2 separate regions of the Ostrinia nubilalis genome follow, and region 2 is linked to region 1. The links are chromatin contacts, called in public Hi-C maps. All regions are on one chromosome and are shown on one strand. Each heading gives the region's core, a stretch centred on a gene start, on an enhancer-like site or on the middle of the called end of the contact. The rest is flanking DNA. Distances are from core to core; before and after follow the strand shown. Region 1 holds the start of LOC135072734 (radial spoke head protein 9 homolog). Region 2 holds the start of LOC135073013 (ommochrome-binding protein-like).

The links. Hi-C and Micro-C count contacts between places; a contact is called where the count stands out from the background.
Region 2: a contact with region 1 is called in a Hi-C map of whole body, with 9 times the contacts expected there. The contact joins the promoter of LOC135073013 here to the promoter of LOC135072734 in region 1. A contact is called at or near these places in 4 of 5 Hi-C or Micro-C datasets (whole body and whole larva).

The regions. Positions count from the first base shown.
Region 1 is chr6:17,699,741-17,704,750 of ilOstNubi1.1, reverse strand. LOC135072734 (radial spoke head protein 9 homolog) reads left to right here and starts at 3,434. Exons shown (of 1, transcript XM_063966762.1): 1 at 3,434-4,309. The coding sequence starts at 3,481. The coding sequence ends at 4,296.
Region 2 is chr6:17,901,233-17,906,029 of ilOstNubi1.1, reverse strand. LOC135073013 (ommochrome-binding protein-like) reads left to right here and starts at 2,754. Exons shown (of 2, transcript XM_063967010.1): 1 at 2,754-2,901; 2 at 3,063-3,947. The coding sequence starts at 3,063. The coding sequence ends at 3,944. It overlaps LOC135072756 (3-oxoacyl-[acyl-carrier-protein] reductase FabG-like), which reads left to right. Exons shown (of 4, transcript XM_063966794.1): 2 at 1-204; 3 at 454-540; 4 at 865-1,273. The coding sequence ends at 1,104.

The DNA.
Region 1 (5,010 bases), core at 2,185-4,684:
ACGCGGCATTGTCTTCCAGTGCGCGCATTGTGGTTGCTCACTCGACTCCTGCGCAGTTTCAAAGTCATCCCTTACGGCCGGTGGACACGAATCAGCGGTTTGTTGGGAATTGCTTTCATTTGTCGTCAAATAATAGTTTGAAGTCTAAACAAAAGATTGAACGCAATATCATTGTGCTCAGTGCTCAGTCAATATTGGGTGCGAATTTTGATTGAAATGCATGGAAAGGGACAAACATCCAACAAAAGGCGAAATTTATTGCAAAAAGTTCAAAGAATTCAGTAACTGAGATGTCCTGTTGATGATGATCCTATTGAAAGATTTTCACAATGCTTATGATAATGAGAAAATTTGCTTACTTTAGGTACCTCCTACCTTACTATGACAGATTTGTAATGTAATCTGATGATTAGATAGGTATCTTTATAATAATTAAACTTCTTGTCATCTCTACCATAAATTGAAGGACACAATTGCCATACAGATAAGTATGATATTTTGCATGTATCTGTGATACCAACATAATCCCTTATGCCGGCAATTGATCTAAGAAGGAATCGTAGCTATTTCTCAGAACGAAGTGTTTACTTGAATATCACTAACTCTTGGATATGAAGAACAAGATCAGAATCTGTAATTGGTTTAACTTGAAAAAGAAAGATTTCAAAACGGTGCCTAATACAGATGAGAGCTCTCAACGAAACGAGTCGTCTTAACCTTTCCCCTTACTTGCATCATTACCCTCTCAATCAGAGTGAAATCCTTATCGGTGCAATCTGGACGGTTCGTCATCCGCCTCTCGTACCTGGAGGGAGGACGAGAGGTTTGACGTGTGCCTCCCCAGCGCGTGCCGAATCGCGCTCCGTCGCGCACTTAGGGGTTAACAACATTTTCGAAGAATACGTTGGCAACAGTAGCTTAATAATTGTTTTTAAAAAGCTCTTGTGTCAATCATATGAATGAATTTTAATGGCTTTTAGAAAATATAGTTTTTAACCAAAATTTAAGACTATAAATTCACGTAAGTTCCCATAACAAGGTAGGTATTATTTTATTCCCGAATTTCCCCATACCAGCCGATCACCACCTGGATATTTCAGTACACATTGCTAGTTTCATGGCATAAAGAAATTAATTCTATTAGAGGATTTCGTATGTACCCACCAAAAAGCATAGACGGTGTCCAAAGTAAGTAAAGTACGAGGTCGCGGATTCGAATTCCGTTTTTACAAATAAGTGAACCGGTGTGCTAATAACTCATAAAAACTCATAAAACTCACTTTATTTTTGCAAGTAGGCTTTTAAAAAACTTTTACACAGTATTAAGTAACCCTACCACTGCTTCGGGATAATAAATGGGCCAGTGCTGAGAAAAAGCAGCGCAAGACCACTATGAAACAAAGAAAAACTAAGTTTCTTTACTTTGAGAACTTTCATATCTTTTTAAATTAAAAGAGTATATTTTTATTCTAATCTAAAGCCGATAGTTACACACCCCTGCATTAAAGACAAGTGGCTAATTGTCGCACGTGTTCGCGCTTTGTCTAACGGACATGTTTTGTCTATAGATCGCCGACACTCGATCACACACTTCATTGTTTAGAATCACGCACCTACCCTCAAAATATGATAAAAACTCAATAGATTTGCATATAATCGCGATTATAAAACATTCGTGCGTGTCTATTGGTGTGTGGGCAAAATCAATGTTGGCTACATAAAGAATAATATAAATAAAGTAGGTATGATGATAAAAAATAAGAAAAAGCAAATAAATGTAATGATGTGTTGCTTAAATGTTAGATGAAATGAAATGCTGTAAATCTACTGCAAACTAAAATTTTAAAACGACTCTAAGAGACATATTGTAATTGGTCTAACGGGTTATTAACTGCAACCACAAATATAAAGAAACATTGCTTAATACAATCTAATTAATTTTAATTGAGATTTTACATAAAAAGAATAGCATACTGATGATGATTATTGCAATTTGTGTAATTTTGGAACAGCTAACGCCATCTAGCGGTGAGCGGCTTGATCAAACTACTGAATTTAAGTCTAAATTTTATTAAAAATACAACGTGTAAATACACAATTTTAAAATTTATATTATGTGTAAAATTTTATAACTTATTTAATAATCAAATAGGGCGCAATTAAAAAAAAAAACAAAATAGTAAGTGTGCTTTTTTGTCAAGCGACATCTTGTGTCGAGTAGTAAGAACATTTCAATAAAGATTTTTCTAAAACTTGGTCTAACTTAAAGTTAGAAAGTTAGTAACTTTGCCTACTTATTAATTTTCAATAAAAATATACAAAAAAAAAATACAGACAACAAAATGTTAGTCCTTCGTATGTAGGTACTTATTCCTTCGTTCGTCTCATCCAGTACGTCAATAATGGCCCATAAAATACCCTCATTCGCTCACCACACCTAGGCATCCGATACCCTATTTTTACACATCTGAACCCGCAATATTTTCTTCCAAATATCACCCACGAGTCTGCAAACAAGCAACCCGATCAGTCGTAATCTGGGAAAATAAGCAAATTGCGTGTCTAGTTGTAGGCGAAATAACCAGCGTAGCCCAAGCCAAAGCGTCGTATGAAGCCTTAGATAGTAGAGGTCAACTTACGCTGGATATGTCAGCGGTCAAGTTACGAATTACGACCGACAGAGGGCCAGCAAATATTTGATGTCGGTAATTGTCACACGAGACCGAAGCTCCGTTTACCGAGAGCCCCTGCGGATTTTTTGCACATGAGGAATATCCTTGGGCAAATTGGTTGCCTGTAAATCATGAATACGTCTCGTAAAATCTACACAATTTTGATTTTTTGCGGGTATAATGATATTAAAAATGCGAAAGTAATACCTGCACTGTCTGTATGTTACGCTTTCACGCCTTATTTTTGATGAAATTTGGTAAAGATATTGTGTGTAAGGATATTTATTTGTCGGCGCCGGACACAGATGCTGCAAATTATTATTGATGATTAATAGTACCAATCTTAATATTATGTTATCTGTAAATCTGTAGAGCGGAAGGTTTGTGATTCCTAAACGTAACACCCGACTGATGCGCAGAAAAAGATAACTGTCAATCAGTTGTGTCATGTCAAGTGTGAGCAGGCGGCTGCGAGGTTATCTTTGAAAAGCGTGTTGAGTTTGGTGGAACGTTAAATTGTAGGAAAAGTGATTGTCAACCATCCAAGATATTATCTCCTTGCCCGTTAACCCACGCCAATGGAGATTCCACCCCTAGAGTTCCTTCTGATAGAGGCCCAGTGCCTTTATAATTAAAATAATAATTAATTGATAATACATACCTACATAGACAAAATTAATGATTATAAAATATCTCTTTGCACGTTTGAAATGCAAGGACCTCAATAAAAGTAAATTGTCACTTGTCAATTTTGAAAACAACCGTGTTTATTTTACTGAAAAAAGATTACGTAATTTTCTTCCTAATAATGAATGTGCACAAATTGTGGGAATACAGAGAGTACGTGAACGTAAACGGCATGATGCTGACCAGCGAGCTGATATCGCTGCTCCAGAACTCTTTGACCCTGCTCCAAGTTGAGAACCACTTCAGCCACATCCAGTACTGGGGGCAGTTGTATGCGGTAGACGCCGACTACCACATCGCCGTCGGCATCAATAACGACGCCCTCGCCGACCGCAAGTACTTCTACACCACTGACTTTAAGTTCTGGGGCCTCCTCCCTAAGCCTAAGAAGAAGTACAAGATCTTGTCCCTTCTAACAACTTTCCCCTTACGCGGCGACCCTTCCCTCAAAATCAAGGTACTCGACGAATCTCTGGAGGAGAATCATCCAGAAAGATGCCGCTTAATGAAGGAGGAGAGCCGCATCGCTGCCACCATCAGCAACATTTGTGACGAGGCCGAGATATGCGCGCGGGGGCAGCTCATCAAGCAGCCCGACGGCCAAGTGATCATCAACCCTAACTTCTATGGCCTCACAGGAGCCGAGGCCAAACAATTGAAGTCGTACTTGCACATCAGACAGCCACAGCAGCGTTGGAATACCAACCTTCTGACGAGGCAAGACTACAACTACAGCATGGATTTCCTTGACTCTATCGACCAAGACATCCCTAGCGGGTGCTGGAGCCTGTCCCTGGAGAAATCGGGAAGTGTGGCCTACCTGCGCAGCCTGTACTGGCCAGGAATGACGTACTTTCACAAAGTTAAGAGCCCAGACGGTGGCTTTCTGTACGTTGGTAATGGCAGAAAAAATTTGGACGTCCCTTTCCTACTATAGATTTATTATTCTATTCTAACGTGAATATTTTAGTTTTAATAAATGTTTCGTTATTCTAAAATAGGCCTCAAACTTTTTTCAAAAGCTGCTAAATCCAAGCATAACCACAACACACACACATTATATAAAAGCAACGCAAAGACGACAAACAGAAGTAACTAAGCAGGACAATAATTGGCACTTACCTTGATAATCTCGCCAATCAGCCAGTCACCAACGCACCATCAACTTGGTGAAGTCTGCAACAAAATAATTAGACTTAGTCGAGAATATACAATGCATGCAACGTGAAAGGATTAAACAAACATTGGTTTGGAACTTCCTTTCTTACTGTAGATTTATTATTCAAACGTGAATATTTTAGTTTCAAAAAATGTTTCGTTATACGAAAATAGGCCTCAAGCTCATTTTCAAAAGCTGCTAAATCTAAGCTTAACCACAACACACAGATTTATACAAAAGCAACACAAAAAAGACGAAAATAATTAAGTACTTACCTTGTATTTCTCGCCAATCAGCCACGTCACCAACGCACCATCAACAGCTTCGTTGAAATCTGCAACAAATTAATTAGAATTAGACAAGAAGAAGCTATAGCATGTATGTAACATGAAAGAAATTAGATCGGTTAAAAATTTGGAAGTTCCTTTCCTACTGTAGATTTAAAGAAGTGGGGATTATTGGCTTACCTTTTTACTCTCACCAATCAGCCAT
Region 2 (4,797 bases), core at 1,505-4,004, 200 kb before region 1:
GCGGGCGTGGGTGCACGTACGTGCATCCAGAACGCCGACATGGAAACTTTTGACCGCGTGTTCAATACGAACGTGCGCGGCGTGTACAACCTCACGCGTCAGCTCGTGCCTGCTCTCATCAAGAGCAAAGGCAACATCGTCAACATCTCCAGCATCGCCGGCACCTGCGTGACGGTGGGCAGCTTGCCCTACCCCATGTCCAAGGTAATCCGCGTCTTTGGTATTTTCCCCAGGCATGGGCTCAAAACTGATCGCCATCGCCTAGCTTAGTAGTTCGCGAACAGGATTTACTAGTGGTTGCGGGTTGAATCCCTGCACAAACATAGATATCCGTTTATGTTGGTAAGAGTGTTTCCTAGTCGATACCGTGACTAGGAGTTCAAAATCAAAAGCTGAACCACAATAATTTTAAGGCTTTATGAGAAAGTGCAACAAAGTCAAGTTCGCTTGCAGGCGGCGCTGGACCACTTTTCGAAACTCATCGCTCTAGAACTGGCACCACTGCGCGTGCGCGTCAACACCGTTAGCCCCGGCGTCACTGTGAGTACTTTAACCCACTACTTAATACCCCCTTCATTACTGATCTAAGTTACGTACTTACGCGGGCATTGAACAGGGAACATTGAATTGTTGCCGCCCCTTTAAAAAATATCGGGTTATTTTGTCTAGATCAGCCTTAAGAAGGCTAATCAAGACAATCTAGGTGGACCGACGATCTGGTGAGGGTCGCGGGAGGTGCCTGGATGCGAGCGGCGCAGGACCCGTCTTTGTGGAAATCCTTGGGGGAGGCCTTTGTCCAGCAGTGGACGTCTTTCGGCTGAAACAACAACAACAACAGTCTCTTATTTTTCATTACAACCCCAGGTGAGCAAGTTCGTGCAGCGACTAACGGACTACAACGAGAAGCAGTACCAGGACTGGCTGAAGAACGCCTCGGGCTCCATCCCGCTGGGGCGCGTGTGCTCGGGAGAGGACATCGCCAAGATGGTGGCGCACCTGGCCAGCGACGAGCTCAGCGCGCTCGTCACCGGCACCGTGGTGGAGGTCGACGGAGGCATGCGGTTCGGAAACATCGGCGGGCTAGTGCAGAGTTATGCAAAATAAGCAAACGAAGTAGATCTCTAACTTCGTCAATATAGTAGACCCTCAATCATCATTAAGCACATGACGTACCTACCTACTATTTTAACTAGTTTTTAAAAAAACATACAGTTTTTATGTTACCTACCTACAAACCTAAGAAAAGCGCAATAAACTAATTAGTTACAAAGTACCTAGTAAGTTCTAAATTACCTGGCCTTACCAATTTTTTTTTCTCTCAAAAAGTTACGCAAAGGTGGAAATCATGGTGAAACCTAGAGTGGAATTTAAGTACTTAATTATCTCAAACACTTAGGCAGGTACCTGATTGTTTTTCAAAAGTAGGTAGGTATGGCTGCATTCATACTTAACACGGGATCGATATCTGCCGTCAAGAAGGCCACCCATCAGAATGTTAACTATTTGCACTAAGAGGTACTTAATCAATATGTACTTTCTAATTTAACTGTCCAAATAGTCCCGTTAACCCCTGGTGGTAAGTCAATATGCTTAAGTGTTACGAGAATGGATTTCTCCTCGATAGTCCAGCGGCAATGGGGTTCGAAACTGCGTTCCTCGGATCTCGATCAGAGTTCAAAACCGCCACCATTATTCATCATCATCATCATCATGTCAGCCATAGGACGTCCACTGCTGATCATAGGCCTCCCCCAATGACTTCCACATCGCACGGTTGCATCCAGCGCCTTCCTGCTACCTTTATCAGGTCGTCGGTCTACCATTATGGTCGCGTCTAAATAAAACTGCCTCCTTGGCTACTTTTTATCTTAACTGTACTTTATTATTTCATTTGGTAAATGTCACATTGTTTAGTCAGTAAATAACAACATCAAAATAACATTTACTTTTAGTCTATCGACCGATGAATCATCAAGTTATTAGGTACCTACTTATTTTATTTTCCTTAATATCGTCAACATACCTGGTATCTAACACCTAGTCAAAACAAATCATCAACAACAAATATTCTACGATAGGTATTTTGTTTATTATTTTTTAATTACTTTTGAGGTAATGGTACGTAATTAAGAAGTTATGATCTTCTACTAGATTAAACATAATATCCGAATTTCAATTTGAACGGGTAGTAGTAACCTTATTTCGAAAAAAGATAATTTGATTTTGGTACCTACTTGCTGTAAGTATCTCGTTTTTGCATCCCTAATGTTACAGAGGTTGTATGGCATTATTGTTTAAATACAATTTTGAACCCTAACGGGCACACTACAGTATAATGTTAGAGAGGGGAAGAATTTTTGAAAATTTTAATGCAAGTAGGTAAGTAGGTAGGTATCGTACCTATCTGCGGAAAGATTAAATAGATTAAAATACATCAGAGTAGCTGTTACTGTTACACTCTTGGAATCGGATCTAGTCACCATTGAAATGACGTAAACGAATAGTGTAGGTTCTTCCCGCGTGCCCTTTTAATATGACCAGTTTATATTGACCAGTTACTATTGTTTATTGTAAATGTTAGTTATCCGCTTACTATTTATTGGAATCAAGCACAAGTAGGTAGTCAGTCTGGATCTTGATCCCTTCTTCTACACTTGTGGTAACTGAAGCAACGTGTGCCCTGCTTCTAATGGCTCCGTGCCGTGACTGTTTTAATGTCAGTACTTAATGGGTCAATTGGCTAATTTATAATTTATTCAGTTAGTTTGCATCAACTAAACCTGTCACCGGTCAGTTTACCCTATCGATAATATTCCTTCACCTTTGCTATGCAGATAGCAAACACATTATAAAACTTCTGAGTTTCGACGATAGTTACGAGTGGAATCTGCAGCGTGAAAGGTTAGTACTTGCACTGTGTTTTAATATTCAATAAATTTATTGCATTACCATAATTATGTAAGGTAGGTGGTTAGGTCCATATTGTTTCTGTCTTTATTAAATCTTTTATTTTTTATTTTGTTTATAAATGTACTCACTTAGGCACGTTATCTTCCTTGCAGATGATGCAGATGAATTTAGTAGTTTTGTTGGCGAGTGCTGCCTTGGTTAGTGGCTATGGAGTTACGAGTAAGTTGCACGGCGGGTATTACCGAGTCCCAGCTAACGCCGGGACTGTGCTGATGAAAGACGTCGCGAAGCCCTACCAGCTGGACATCGACCGCGACACCAACACCTTGTTCTTCAGCTACTCCGTCTACGAACAACACCGGCGCGAAGGAGATGACAACGTCTTCCGCTCTGCTTACGTTAACTTAAAAGACGGCACTTCAGGCACCATCCCCGGCGTCCACAATGGCTTCGCCAACGCTTACGACACCCAACAAAAAATTGTTTACATCGGTGGCGACACAGGTGTCCACAAATTCGATTACCGTACCAAAACAGCCACAAACTTGAACATCACGGAAAGCAACATCTGGCAGATGTTTTACAAAAACGGCCTCTATTTCACCACCTATCCTGACCAGAAAGCGTTCGTTTACAAAAATGAGAGGCTTAGACTCGTGCCGGAACTGATGGACGTAAAGGCAACGCTGGTGGCCCTGGAAAAGGATGATAGTATAGTTTACTCTTTGGATGGGGACCTGAGGCGGACTTCGGAGGGGCGGGTCTACGAGCTGGGCTCGTACAATGTGAATGGTTTCAACACTGACGTCAACGGTGACTTGTACTTCTCGACATCGGATGCTATTTACCAGGTTAACGGGAATGCTGTGCAGAAGTTCGCTGCGTTTCCCGACATCTATGGGTTTGCTTTCGAGGGGGACAAGCAGATCATCTACGGAACAGAGAACAGTGTGATGCGCCTGACCCTGACCTCAGACATGTTCGGCGATGATAATAAAACTAAAGACGAGGAATCGAACAACGTTCCACAATAAATTGGCAAAGAAATTACAGTACCTCCATACAGGGATTAAAATGTTTACATACTAACACCTATGTTATAACAATAAGGTGCAATAAATGAATATGAATACGAATGCTTTTTCCTCAACAAAATTGTTAATCATCTAAGTATTAACAAATCAATTACTTAAAAGGTAAACAGTAACAACTAATAGATAGCACATAACCTTGAATATACATAATACAAGTTTATTTACATTATAGCTGCAGTGTTTACTTACATAAAGGTAGGTAGGTACTTCATGAAAGATAATAGCAATATGGAAATAGATAAAATTATGTAAACAAGTCGTAACTGTAATACAGCGACTGAATGAACAGATAAACTTGAAATCGACAAGGTTAAACAAAGAAACAATATTATTAAAAGCTATAAATGCAATGGTTTTCAGAATCTGAACTCGGAATAGCTTAAATTTAAGTAATTTATGCCTAAAAATTGATGAAGGATTGATGGTGAAAACGGGGATAAGCCTTTTTCCGATTTTAGCAATTCAAGTAGGATTTTTGAGGATCATTCATGGGCGTACTCAGCTTCTGGCCTAGGTAAAGGGGCAAGTCATATTTTTAAGCCAGATAGTTTCACCTAGCTCCTTGTTACTTCCAGGGGTACTTATGCCCATGATTGTTATCCTCGCCGCATGGGTGATTCCACTGCTCAAACGCAACAACTTTAATCATGTCAAAATAAAAAAAACATCTACTTCTTCATAGGTGTGAATTGTACGAACTGGCTGATAATTTAGTATTGGTAAAATTATGTACTGTTTTATTTTAATATTTTTTACTTTCTGAAATATCTGATAAACGCCATCTAGTGTTGTT